Linked DNA regions of Gossypium arboreum: region 1 is linked to region 2. A link is a contact called in public Hi-C data. All regions are on one chromosome and are shown on one strand. Each heading gives the region's core, a stretch centred on a gene start, on an enhancer-like site or on the middle of the called end of the contact. The rest is flanking DNA. Distances are from core to core; before and after follow the strand shown. Region 1 holds the start of LOC108458312 (protein ROOT PRIMORDIUM DEFECTIVE 1). Region 2 holds the start of LOC108459115 (putative homeobox-leucine zipper protein ATHB-51).

Region 1 (6,430 bases), core at 900-3,399, 160 kb before region 2:
ATGTCAACTAATTTTTATGCTTTTTGAAATTCATATCAACTAATTAAAACTCTATAAGTATGCATTTAAAAATAATAACCTAAAGCTAATTGAATCTTAATTCGATTGGTATCAATATTATTACCAGTATAAGAGAATATGGGGTCGAGTGCATCAAAGCACATTGTCCTCCTATTTAATAATTAGGGAGGGTTATAAGTTGTTCTAGGCATTGCATAGAAAAAGAACAGATATGATATTAGGTGATTAAAGTCAAAAAAATATAGGACACGCTCAAAGTTACCAGACAAAGCCCAAAGTTCACAAACATGTTAGAGCCGAAGTGCATGAGGAAGAATAAGAAAACAGGGATTTAAAAATGAAGAACTAAATACTTTCATCCCTACCCTCATCTTGTAAACAAGGTTTCTGAGTCTGACAATTTTCCACTGACCTTGATTCATTGTTGATTAACATGGCATGGCGTCCCAGCACAACTAGATCTAGAAGTTTTCTCCTTGCATTATAGACTGGATTTGGGTCAATCAAACACCCCCTTTCATATCCTTCTCTAAGAAAAACAGTGTGTCTTTTTCCCTTGGTTGACAAATAAAACATCCCCGGGTGGTCCAGGAACAAATCCCTTATGTTCAAATCAATGGCCAATGATTTCCTAAAATGGCTAATCTTCTCCACCTCCACCATCCGCTCCACTGTCAAGCTCAAGAACTCATGTACTATCGCCACTGCCCGTTTTTCTAATCCCATTATTCCTGCCTTAGACCTCTTCTTTTCTCCCATCTCCTCATAAGGCCCCACATATGGCAACCTTTGCCATTCCTTAACCTTTGCCTTGAAATCCCTGACCAACCTCATCCCTGGTGGATAGCTATGTTTAAAACTAAACCGAATTTCGGTTCTATCAACGGCGCTGTTTTCCCTACAGCACTCCATAACTCGCCAATTCTCAACACAAGCTACAAACCTCTTATCACGCATTTCATCAGTCAGCATCAAAATATGAGTATTAGGTTCATGAGCATCAACAAGCTTGAATATGTGAGAATTACGAGATATGATTGAGTCCTCAAAATCATCAGGCAACCCAAGTTCCCTCCAAACTTTGAAAACAGCGCGGAGAGGCAACGATTTAGTTGTCGACATTGACAAAAGCCTAACTAAACGGTCAACAACAACATCCAAAGAAGCATTGATAGCTTCTGCCTCTTGTCGGGAAACACGCATAGCAGCATCAGTCAATCTACAGAAAGTCTGGAACTTATTGGGATCATAGAAAATGTGGAAAATATGAGGGTATTTACGGAGAAAAGAAGCAGCACCACGGTTTAAATGTAGCTTTTGAGAAAGCCTAGAAAGGAAATCAAGGGAGACGGAAGGAGGGTTATTGGTGGGATTTGCAAGGATAAGATCTTGTATTGCAATGACTTTGAGAAGGTTTTTGTATTTGTCCATCAGTTTCTCAAACGTAGGGTCCCTAAATCTTGATGCTACATACTGGACAGAAGATGTTTTGAATCGACTACCAATGACCCGACACTGATTTTGGTGTTTTAATATGGTTTTGAGGGTAGGAATCGGCATTTTGAAGTAGCTTTTTATAGTCTCCTAGTTGAGAACTTATGACAAACACATAACAGGCAAGAATAGCGAAAGCTGAAATCAAAGGAAATTGATTTCAGAGACTGGTACTCATTGCCAAGACTAGCAAAAAATCAAGTAATTCGTGAGAAACAAACAAAGAGATGATTTTCATACTTAATTGAGATTGAGATGTAAAGATTGGTTGGAGAGTATGTAGCGATACAAATATAGTGCTAGTGTCCGACGTCAGGAACTGGGATCTCTCACTGCAGGGAAATGGCGCTTTTTGGAGTGAAAACCCGGGTCCATAAATTGCTCCATCCCTGCCCTTCCACCGAATGAACAATCAAACTTACCTTGTACACTTGCTCCATCCAACCAACCTCTTTTTATTTCTCTATTTCTATTCCTCTTCATTCCTTAATCAAGCTTCTTTCTCAGAACACCAAATCTTTCTCTCATTTTTTTTTCTCACTGTTGCAATAATTGACACTAGCCTTGCTGTCTCCTCTCTTCAATCTATTCTCGATTTACAAACATATTCGTCAATAATTTTAAAATGTTTATTAATAATAAACAAATATTTTTTATTTTAAAAAATTATATTAAAAATTAATACGTGTAAAAGCCCATTTTTACCTGGACCCACTAAATAAAAATAAACCAAATAAAAATTAAACGGTCCAATTATAAGTTCATTTACAAGGCCCAAATATTTTATGACCCAAAAACTAACCTAAACCCTAACCCATAACTTAAACAAATTTTCAGAAACCCTAGGGTCTTCCCCCTTTTGCGCCACTTAGCCCTCCACGTGCATGTCGGCCCCCGTCTCATCGCCCGTACCACCAACTCTTCTGACACTTGCAAAACCAAAGCAACAAGTAAAACAAAAAGACAACAGAGGCAACAACGCAGAAGGACAACGAAAGAGGAGCAAAAATAAAATAATAGAGATTATTTGGTTATAAGAGGGGAAAACCGATTGTATTGTAAGAGGGAGGATTTTTTAAAAAAAAAAAAACGATTTGTATGAAACACAAAAAATATAGAAATAAAGAGGAAGCAATTTTGCAAAAGGTGATTTTTTTTTTAAATCTAGCTTTTCTTCGATTTAGATTTGTTTCTTCTTTTCCCATTATCTTTATTTACGGTACAAGAAAAATAAAAAGAAAAAAGGTACTTACCTCAATGTTTAGCCTTGGTCGATCCGGTTCTTCGTCTGAAATGGGAGCCTTTCGCGCGTTACCGACCACCAGATATGGTGGTGGTCCGACGACGACGTGTTTTGTTTGAGTCAAAACCCTAGAAGAGCAAAAAGGAGTATTCTGCTATTGAGAAGAAAAAATCAAGGGCCAAATGCAGTTTTGTAAAAAAATTTCAGATTTGTACTGTATATAAAACGGCACCATTTTTGTGCCTTGGTTCTAGAGGCTAAACGGCGCCGTTTAGGCGCCAGACCCGCGACCCGACCCACTCCATGCCAAGACCCGCGTGTTTCTACTTTAATGGGATATTTATGGATTCGGTCCCTTCGCTTTTGTGGTCTGTCGCAATTCGGCCTTGTTCCTTTTTTCTTTTTTTTTGATTTTTGCCCTGTAATTTTTACAGTATTCAGATTCAGTCCCTATTGAAGTTATGCGTTTTGGGGGACGGGGATATTGCCCCATTTGGCCCCCCATCTCATTCATGTTTCATAATTTGGGCCTGATATTTTATTTTATTCCGTTTTTTTCTTTTAATTTTGTTTTGATTTTGATTAAATCCTAATTTATTTAACTTCGCTATTTATTCATTATTTTACATACTTAAATTTAATAATAGTAATATTTATTTATTTATTTGCTCATTCTTCGTTTACTTTTAAAATATTTAGATTCAATGTTATTTATATTTGATTTATCAATTTATTATTCTTCTACTTTAAACTATTTAAATTTAATATTATTTTAACTATTGTTGATTATCTTTACTTTTAAATTCGATATTATATGTATATCTATTTATCCTTCAAATTTTATATTATTTCAAGTTGTTCAAGTTATTCATTTGTACAGTTCCAATCTTTAATCAATTTTTATTAATGATTTTTTATCTACTTACGTTCTCATCATTTCTTTTTATTTTGTTTCGTAGTATTTCAAATTGGATTGTTCCTTTTATGTATTCTCTTTTATATTTTTATATACATACTTTTTATTATTCCGTTTTACCTATCTTTCATTCATTTAGTTGTTTTTATTATTATTTTTTATATTATTATATATATAGTTTATGTTAAAATTGTTTTTATTATATATATATATATTGTTTTCATGTTGTCTTATATATATATATTTTCTTTTAAATCAATTTATATATATATATATATATATATATATATATATATATTTCCTTTCAAATCTATTATGTATATAGTTTACTTCTTAAAAAATTTTACTCTATATTTTGTTATTTAAAACTCTTTCATATATTATTATCCCTTTTATATTTTATTTTTATTAAGTTTTTGTTTGTATATATATTATCAACTTTAAATAGACGTATTTTGTTTTTAAAATATTTTGTACATTATTTGATCCAAACTCCTTCTTTCATAACATCTATTTTAATAATCATTCATGTATTATTAGTTTTTACTTTATATATGTATATTATTTCAAGTTCAAGCATGTGTTATTCATTTTAATTTCTCATATAGTTTTTAAATTGTTTTGTATCATATTGGTTCCTAGTTCCATATTGTTTTGTATGTTATATGTTTTTGTTTTCATATTATTTCATATATTATTGTTTCAGTAGCGTACATTAGTCTTTTGTGTTGCTATCTTAATTTTATTTATCTATGTTTGACAACTTGTTATAGTTCTATTCTGATTAGCTATGTTTTTTAGTTTTCATTATCTTGATTATTATTGTTTGGATGTGAGCTCATTACTATTGTGCGTACGTTAATCTGTTTTTTTTTCTCATTCATTAATAGAGTTCGCTATCCATGTATATTTTTCCATGTTTATTCGCCTTTCATTCACAATTGTCGCATTGTAGTTTTCAACTTATTAATCCAATTAACGATTCCACTTTATTTCAAGTCAAATTAATGTATTTTGAGTCGACTTTATAAAACGAAAGTGATGTTTGATGTTTAGAAATTCGAGAGATTGTACCTCAATGTGTTGGGTTTCGGTCTTTCGTTTGTCTAAATTGTCAAATTTCCCTTTAAAATTTCATGCGCGTTTTCTAAACCTTAAAACAAAGGCGATGTTTGATGTTTAGAAATTCGAGGGATCGTGCCCTAATGTGTTGGGTTTCGATCTTTTATTTGTCTAGATAATCATATTTCCCTTTTAAATTTCGTCCGCCTTTTGTAAGCTTTAAAGCAAAAAACAATAGTTGATGTTTGGGAACTCAAGGAATCGTGCCCAACCGTGCTGGGTTTCGATTTTCTGTTTGTCCAAATAATCAAATATTCCTTGAAATTTCATCCGTACTTTGAAAATTCCTTAAAGCGAAGGTAGGTTCGATGTTTGGAAATTCGGGGAATCGTGCCCTATCGTGCTGGGTTGCAATTTCCCGTTTGTTCAAAATAATCGAATATTCATTTAGAATTTCACTCATGTTTTCTAAATTCTAAAATAAGGCAATGTTAAAAAATTTGAGGAATCGTGCCTTACTATGCTGGGTTTCGGTTTTTCATTGGACTAAACAATTGGGCATCTTTCTGTAATTTTCAACATATAAACTTTTGGGAGTCAAAATTTATCATGTTTTCGAGGGTATAAAGGATTGTGTCCTATCGTGCTGGATGTGATGCTGTATTCCTCTGAAACAAGAGAATTTTGACGACCAAATTGAGCCATTCAAATGCTTCAAAGGGAACTATATTTCAAAAATAGCTTTAAAATTTGGACATAAGGACAGTGTTTAATCAATTTGGTACCAATTTTGGACGTAGTGAGGGTGCTAATCCTTCCTCATACGTAATCGACTCCCGAACTCATTTTCTCGAATTTCGTAGGCCAAAATTGATTTAAATAGAATAAAATATTTTATTAAGGTGACCCAATCACACCAAAACAAAAATTGGTGGCAACTCCACATTTTATCTTAAAAAGTCGATTCCCGTTTTTTCAAAAAAATGGTTTTGACAAATAGTAATATTATAAATTATATAGCAATCAAGCAATAAACAAATTTTAAATAATAAATTGAATAAAAAGCTTGCTCATAAACAACCAAATATGACTTGATTCATTTAACTAACTAATCTTAATTTTTTTTTCAATAAATAAACTCAAACGCTAAGGCTCAGTTTGTTTGCTTGTATTTGGTTTTCTTGAAAATATTTTCATCATTTTCCACCATTTGTTTGGTGGAAAATAAACTCAATTTTTTCCAAAACATGGGAAAATAAGCCTTCTTTTGGGGAAAATGTCTTACACTTTTTTATTCTGTAAGACATTTTCCAAAATACGGGAAAATTTTTCTCTCCTTTCCTCTTCCCCTTCCCCTTCCCCTTCCCTTTCCCCTTCCCGTTGGGTTGCAAAAGAGAAAAATTTACTGATAGAAACTAAAGGAAGAGTCTGGAAAAGGCAATGTTAAACATATGTAGCACGAAAGATTCTCTTTCTTTTAACCTTTTATTGAATTTTTTTTTTGTTGATTCACAAACTGAAAATTGCAGACAAAAACCATAGCCAATAGACAGCGAAAGATGGAGGAGAGGAGTAGTGTCTCATGGAATGCTGCTGTTGTTGGCTCTTCACGCCGTCAACGAATATTACCGGCTGCCGTGGAAGCCATCGGTCACCACCAATCTTCTCGCCGCCAACACTCTGATTTATCTCAG
Region 2 (6,684 bases), core at 3,815-6,314:
CTTACCTCGTATCGCTCGGATAACAAATATCAGTTAATCATCAACCTTTCATTTTCCCCGATCTAGATTCAATCCTTACTTATCTTGATCTATATATATTTCAAAATTAGCACATTCAGTATATGATCTATTCAATTTAACCTTTAATTCATATTTTGGAAAATTTACACATTTTCCTCTAATGTTTCACACTTATACAATTTAGTCCCTATCACATAAAATTGCAAATTCATGCAATTAATCATAAACCCATGGTTAGCCGAATTTTAATGAAGTCCCCTGTAGACCATATCTTTGATTTATTCACACTTTTACTCACATAATTTTACATTTTCACAAATTAATCCCTTTTTTGACATTTTTATCAAAAATCACTTTACAAAACTAGTAAATCTATCAATAAACTTTCATAATCTATCATCAACATCAAATTACTCAAGCATTCAATGATGGCAACATGATAAATCTTTAACAATTTCAAAATTTAAGGTACGGGCTAGCTAGAATACAAAGCAACGATCTCAAAAACATAAAAATCATTAAAAACAAATCAAAAATCACTCAAATAATGAACTAGGAAGCTTCGCCGAATACACATGCATCCATGGGGTTTCTTTCTTCTAAAATTTCGGTATAAATGGCTTAACAAAGATTATAACCTTATTGTTTTTATTATTTTACTTATTAATTCACTAAATTACTTTAATAACCTTTTGTTATAAAACATTTAAATTACTTATTATAAGCCCATAAATGTCCATTACCAATAATAATGGTTTAATTCCCATTTAAGACCATCATATTTAAAATCCAAAGCTATTTAATACTCTTAACTAATAGAATGACACTTTCGCAACTTACACGATTTAGTCCTTTTTATCAAATTGACCAATCAAATGATAAAATTTTTAAATGAGATTTTCACAAAAACATTCAATCATGCAGTAGTCATTAAAATAATAATAAAATAAATATTTTTACCTCAAATTTGTGGTCTCAAAACTACTATTTTGATTTGACTAAAAATGGGCTATTACAGAGAAACCCTTGGAACTTTGAGAACCTTCTACTAAATGGAGATTCCTAGGTTGAATACCACGCAAGAAAAAGGTATATCCTTTATGCATAAACTTCATGATTAGAGAACTAAACTCCCAAGTGATGGTTCCTAGGGATAACAACTTATACACTCCCAAAACCAAATTACACTCTTTGAGTATGGAATTCAGTGGACTGCACCTTCCATTAAACTGCCTTACAGATTTCTCCAGCTATCAATGTGGCTCCATTGGGCATTGTTACTTTCAATTTGCTGATAGGGCTCACTAGTAGTGACAACTGTTTGACTAGTTTAGCACTTATGAAATTGTAAATGTTACTAGAATCGATTAACAGAATAACCCTGGTATGATCAATATTGGCTGTTACCCTCATGGTATGGATGCTTTGAGAACCTTGTATAACATGTAAAGATAACACTAGGCCAGGAGTAGTTCTTCCCCTAAGCTCAGATCTTCCAATAGATCACTACATTCTTGGAATTCCTCAGTATCACCTTCTGCAGCAGCTTCTAACAACAATTGGTATAACTTGAATTTCATGCAATGTGACCAACACTATAATTTGCTCCACACCAGTAACAAAGTCATTTCTTCTTCTTATCCTCTATCTCAGCAGGAGATAGAGACTTAGGTGCTCCTCGAGACAACCCTGAGGCTCCAGCTGATCCCCCATGCACAGATCCTATACTCAATGATGGTGAAGAAATTGACCCCTTATGAGCATCAGAATTCAAGACAGATGGTGGTGTGGTTCTAACTTGAGCACCCTATCTAGTCAATAATCCTCGTTTTGTGGAGTCACTAAGGATGGCTTCCACATGTCTAGTAGTCAGAAAACCCTCCACATTGTGGGTTTAAAAAGTTATAAATATTGTCCCACTTCTGCTTTCAAATTGCTGATGAAAATGCTAAGGGCATATGGTTCTGTTAAATGTAGTTAGTTTAGCAGACTAATGAAGGAGTCATGGTACTAATCCATTGACCCTACATGCTTAAGAGTCACTAAGTCCATCATAGGGTCTTGAAAACTTTGTGCATAGGACTCCCACTCCAGTATGTGAAACCCACCATACTTTCGAGCTTAAAAGTGATGCCAATCTAGGCCCTTATTTCTAGGTTCAACATAACCACCCTCATTCTAGCATTCATAGGTACCTTCTTAGCCATGAAGTACTGCTCCAGTTTTTCCCACCAACCTTTAAAATATGTACCACCAAAGTGAGGACAATCCAATTTAGAAGGCTTAGAACTGACCTTTATGTTACTTGAAACTTGAGACCCACTATCAATCTTTTGCGGTGGAAACAAGGGATCCTTAAGAGGGAATCCTGGTGGAGGGCTACCCAGCACTCATTTCCCTTTGTTAGATGTTGAAATTTTCCCAAATATTGCTTAAATACCCATGCAGTTTACCTTGGAGTTCAGACCTCAACTCAACACTAAATTCCTCTTTCAGTTCCTTGAATTTGTTCCCAATGCGATTGTCCAACTGAGAAAACTCAGAATGGAGCTTTGTAACTTCTTGCTGCAAATGAGTGACCTCGTTTTGCAAATGTGTGGAAATCTTGTTTCTGACCATGAGAAACGCCCAGCTTTGATATCTTTGTTAGGGATGATTTCCAAAATTGAAAAACAACCAAAATAGAGAAGAAGCAGAATAGAAATGAGGAGAGAGAGACTAGGATCTTTTCTGATTAATTGATAACAAACCAAACGTGTGTATCTCCTTCCCTCTGATTCTGTGATATGGGAAAGAAGAATTGCCACGTGGAACAAAAGAAAAGAAAATAGTTATAGGGCTAGCTAAAACACATCGTTTTGCATCAGCAAATCAAAACAATTTGTTTCATTAAAATCTCCCTACCCTAAACGTTGCGTTGCATATTATCTTAAAACATAACAAAATTAATAGAAATTAACGTAACTTAAACCCATTTCAACTAATTAATTCATCCCTTAACAATTTCAAATCTTTTAAAGTTTTATCATGTATTTGGAGGATCATATCTTTATACTTATGTTTAGATATTCATAGGACATGGATGTCTCACATGGATGCTTCAAGAAAAAAATGGAGCAACATAGTTTATTGTTTGTATGTGCTCTTACTTATTACTTTCATATTGTTTGCATGCATTTAGGGCATTGCCCAAGAGGCAGTGAAGAGGAGGAGACGTACCACAAGAAACCTTACTCTAGATCCATTGTTGATGCCACGTTATAGGTTATACAGAAGAGGAGGAGTGAGAAACCTAACGTACGTGATGCTGCAAGGGAAGCTGCTCTCCGGTGTGGGTGTGTTTTTTTTTTTTCGCATACAAAATTCATCTTTTCTTGTCATTGCTGATTTTGAAATGTATTATGCTGCGTATATGGAATATTGGTTGTTAACCTACTTTGCAGTGAAATCAAGGAAAGGCTTAAAAAAACTAAGGACGAAAAGAAGGCAAAGAAAGCAGAACAGCAAAGCAACAGAAGACGCAGAGAAAGGGTAGCATCCCTAAGGGTTCCGCACCGAAAGGTCCCAAGCTTGGCGGCGGCGGCGGAAAGTGCTTACTTGTTTTATTACTCTGTTTTTTCCTAACCAGAGAATTGAGAAATAAGTAATATGTTTATTTTGAAGTTATTGCCCTGTCGGCCCTGTTTTTTGCTTTTGTGTTTATCCTGTGCCATTAATTCAGTGTTTTGAGAGAGCTTGGAATTGCACTGTTGTCACGTGATGAAGTAAAATACATCTTTTTGTTGTAGCAAACTCTCCAACAAAAGTCCTCAAAATTGAGATGAACCTCTTCTTCATTTTACTAAAACTGTTTTAATTAAGCTAGCTCTAAGAGGTAACTTGTGCTAACTGCTAAATTAACAAACTCTATTAAGAAGATAGGAGTTCATTAGGGATTAGTAGGCAGCTGCTCACCCCAGTAGGTTGAACCTACTGGGTTTGGGTTATTCTTGTCTACATTGAAAAGATAGCTGCATTGATCAGCGATCGGATGATGGTTGTTTGGGACAACCATATATTTGTTAGAGCAATGAATCAAGGTGCTTTCGATGGTCTCTTCCCCGGAGATTTCCGTGTAACCTGTGGAGACTTGGTTTCTTGTTGGTTGTTCCCTTAGCATGGCTTTCAATTTCGAGACCTGCATTAGGGGCTCATTTAAGCAAATCTTATATTTGGCAAGTAAGAGAAAAATATAGTAGTATTTATGTTGTACATGTCATTTTATAAATGAGTTGTCATAAAATAAGTCCCAAGACAGAGTTGAAATGATTTGGAATGCATATGGCATATGAATGAAAAATGTGCATGAAATATGCAGGGTTTTGAAGATTGATCCCAGTGGCAGTGAGTAGACCTCATGTTGAAGCTTTTGGGTCTCCTTGGAGACAAGATGGAGGTGATGTTGAAGCGCATTGCATAAGCGCTCAAGCTCCTTAGCTTTCCAACGAGCACGCCTGTTTTGGAACCAGACAGCGATTTGTCTTGGTTGGAGTCCAAGCTCCCTGGAAAGCTTCATTTTCCTCCGAGGATCCAACTTTATGTCTTCTTGGAAACTCATCTCCAACCACTCCAACTGCTCATTTGTCAAACGCTTCTTCTTCTCTTCATTATTCATGTATATCTTCTTCTTCTTCTTCTTCTTCTCCATAGCTGCTGCCTCTGCTAATCCTACATTCATCATCTCCATACCTAAAAGAAAGGAGAAAAACAGCAATACATACATCCATACATATACATATAATCAAATAAAGAAAAACAGATAGGTGATTTGAGCGAGGGGGTTAATGGCTAAACCTGGAAAATATTGATCATAGTTATAGTTGTAAAGGGAAGTAAGAGAAGGGGGTTGTCCAGGAACAAAGGATAAGGTGCCATTCCATTCCATTTTTCATCAGTAGTTTTCTTAAAGATGAACTCCTTATATATTGGGAATCTATGGACCACTACCAACATCAATGGAGGAATGAATGTGTGTGAGACTGAAAGCAAAGGGTATCCTTTCTTGTCTATACTTTGGTATGTTGATGTCTGAATTTAAAGGGAGAAGAGAGATGAAACTAAAGGTGAGAGAGAGTGTTGTCGGTTAATTAGAAGACGAAATAAACAAAAAATGCAAATGCGGAATCATAGGTCTCCATCTGGTCCCAGAAACCTGGATCTATGTAGCTCACGTAAAGTAGTAGTCTGTTCTCTCTGCAGTATTTGTTTGAAAAATAATTAAAAATAGAGGTGGCTAGTAACATATAAAGTGAGAGTTGGGGCTCACCCTACTGTTTCACCCTCCCTATGCCATTGCCACCTTAACGAGCTGCAGAGAAAGGAGATCGTGTAATTTATCTTCATGGGATGGGATTTGGATTTAGTTTAATAAACCCATTGTTGTATATAGAATTGAATGAATTCCAGTATTGCTGGTGACCCGGGGAGGCCAGGCCTAGCTACCTATATATTATCATCAGCTGAGTTGGTGCAAAGAGATATGAAAAAGTGTTTTTAACTTTTTAATAGAGATGGATTTCATTGAAGAAGGAAGAAGGCTAGAAGCATTGAAACTGAACCTACACCTAAATGACGTCCTTGCTATCCTCTTTCACACACAAAAAAAAAAAAAATCCAATAGGGTTGCATAAAAGCATCTGAGTTGAGGCAACACAGGACATAAAAAGAGAGAGGTAAATGCACCGTTGGAAACAATGTGTGAAATAAGGTTACAAGTTACAACAGCACTTCATGTTCAATAACAGAACAGTAGAAAAACAACCCCCCCCCCCCCGGTTCCCCCCAAAAAAAGAGCTTTTCTGCTTTAAATTCTTTTGTTCCTCCCCTCCCTTTTTTTCTTTTTAATTATTCTTTTACGAATATATGAAACCAAAAATTATCTAGAGCAGTATATAATTTTTAGATTATTTAGAAAATTAGGTAATTATTATTTTTCTAAAAAATAGTATAAAAAGTGTTAAGTATAATGATAAGGCACATTGTTGAGACGGACAACCACGTAAAATAGTCATTTGATACTATGAGTTTATTATAGATGCATCATATAGGCTAAGGGGATTTAGAAATTCTTTTAGTAGGAGTAGGAATTTAAATATAATTTTTCATCAAAATATAAATTTATTATGTATTAATTTATAATTTCATCATTTTGAAGGATTAAATACAATTTTTTTTATTTTTAGGGAGGCTAAAGTGAAATTTTACTATATATATTAATTTATAATTTCTTTACTTATAAGAGGACTGAATTGAAAACTTTTCATTTTAAGAGGGCCAAAGTACCAATTTATCATATATGAATTTATAAGTTTTTTATTTATAAAATGACTAAATTGAAATTTGAAGTGCCAAGACCCTTGCTTGCACCCTTAACTCCGCCTCTACATGTAGTATTTATTTTCAATTCAAAATTAAAACTCAAAAAGAAAATTTTAAATGAATGATGATCAAGAGTCTAAACTTGCTCCTAACACAATAAACTCTTTTTTTTTGAAGCAACACAATAAAATCTTAAATATATATATATATATATATATATATATATACTTAAATGTTAATTCTTAATTTTTTTTTACTAGTACCTTAACAATTATGGGTGTTGAGATTATTGCACAGTCAAATCAT

The links. Hi-C and Micro-C count contacts between places; a contact is called where the count stands out from the background.
Region 1: a contact with region 2 is called in a Hi-C map of leaf, with 2.7 times the contacts expected there. The contact joins the promoter of LOC108458312 here to the promoter of LOC108459115 in region 2. A contact is called at or near these places in 2 of 5 Hi-C or Micro-C datasets (both in leaf).

The regions. Positions count from the first base shown.
Region 1 is chr4:92,828,230-92,834,659 of ASM2569848v2, reverse strand. LOC108458312 (protein ROOT PRIMORDIUM DEFECTIVE 1) reads right to left here and starts at 2,149. Exons shown (of 1, transcript XM_017757662.2): 1 at 217-2,149. The coding sequence starts at 1,581. The coding sequence ends at 367. LOC108458401 (a long non-coding RNA gene) reads left to right here and starts at 5,895. Exons shown (of 3, transcript XR_001867286.2): 1 at 5,895-6,430.
Region 2 is chr4:92,667,493-92,674,176 of ASM2569848v2, reverse strand. LOC108459115 (putative homeobox-leucine zipper protein ATHB-51) reads right to left here and starts at 5,064. Exons shown (of 3, transcript XM_017758477.2): 1 at 4,855-5,064; 2 at 4,415-4,749; 3 at 3,914-4,198. The coding sequence starts at 4,945. The coding sequence ends at 3,950.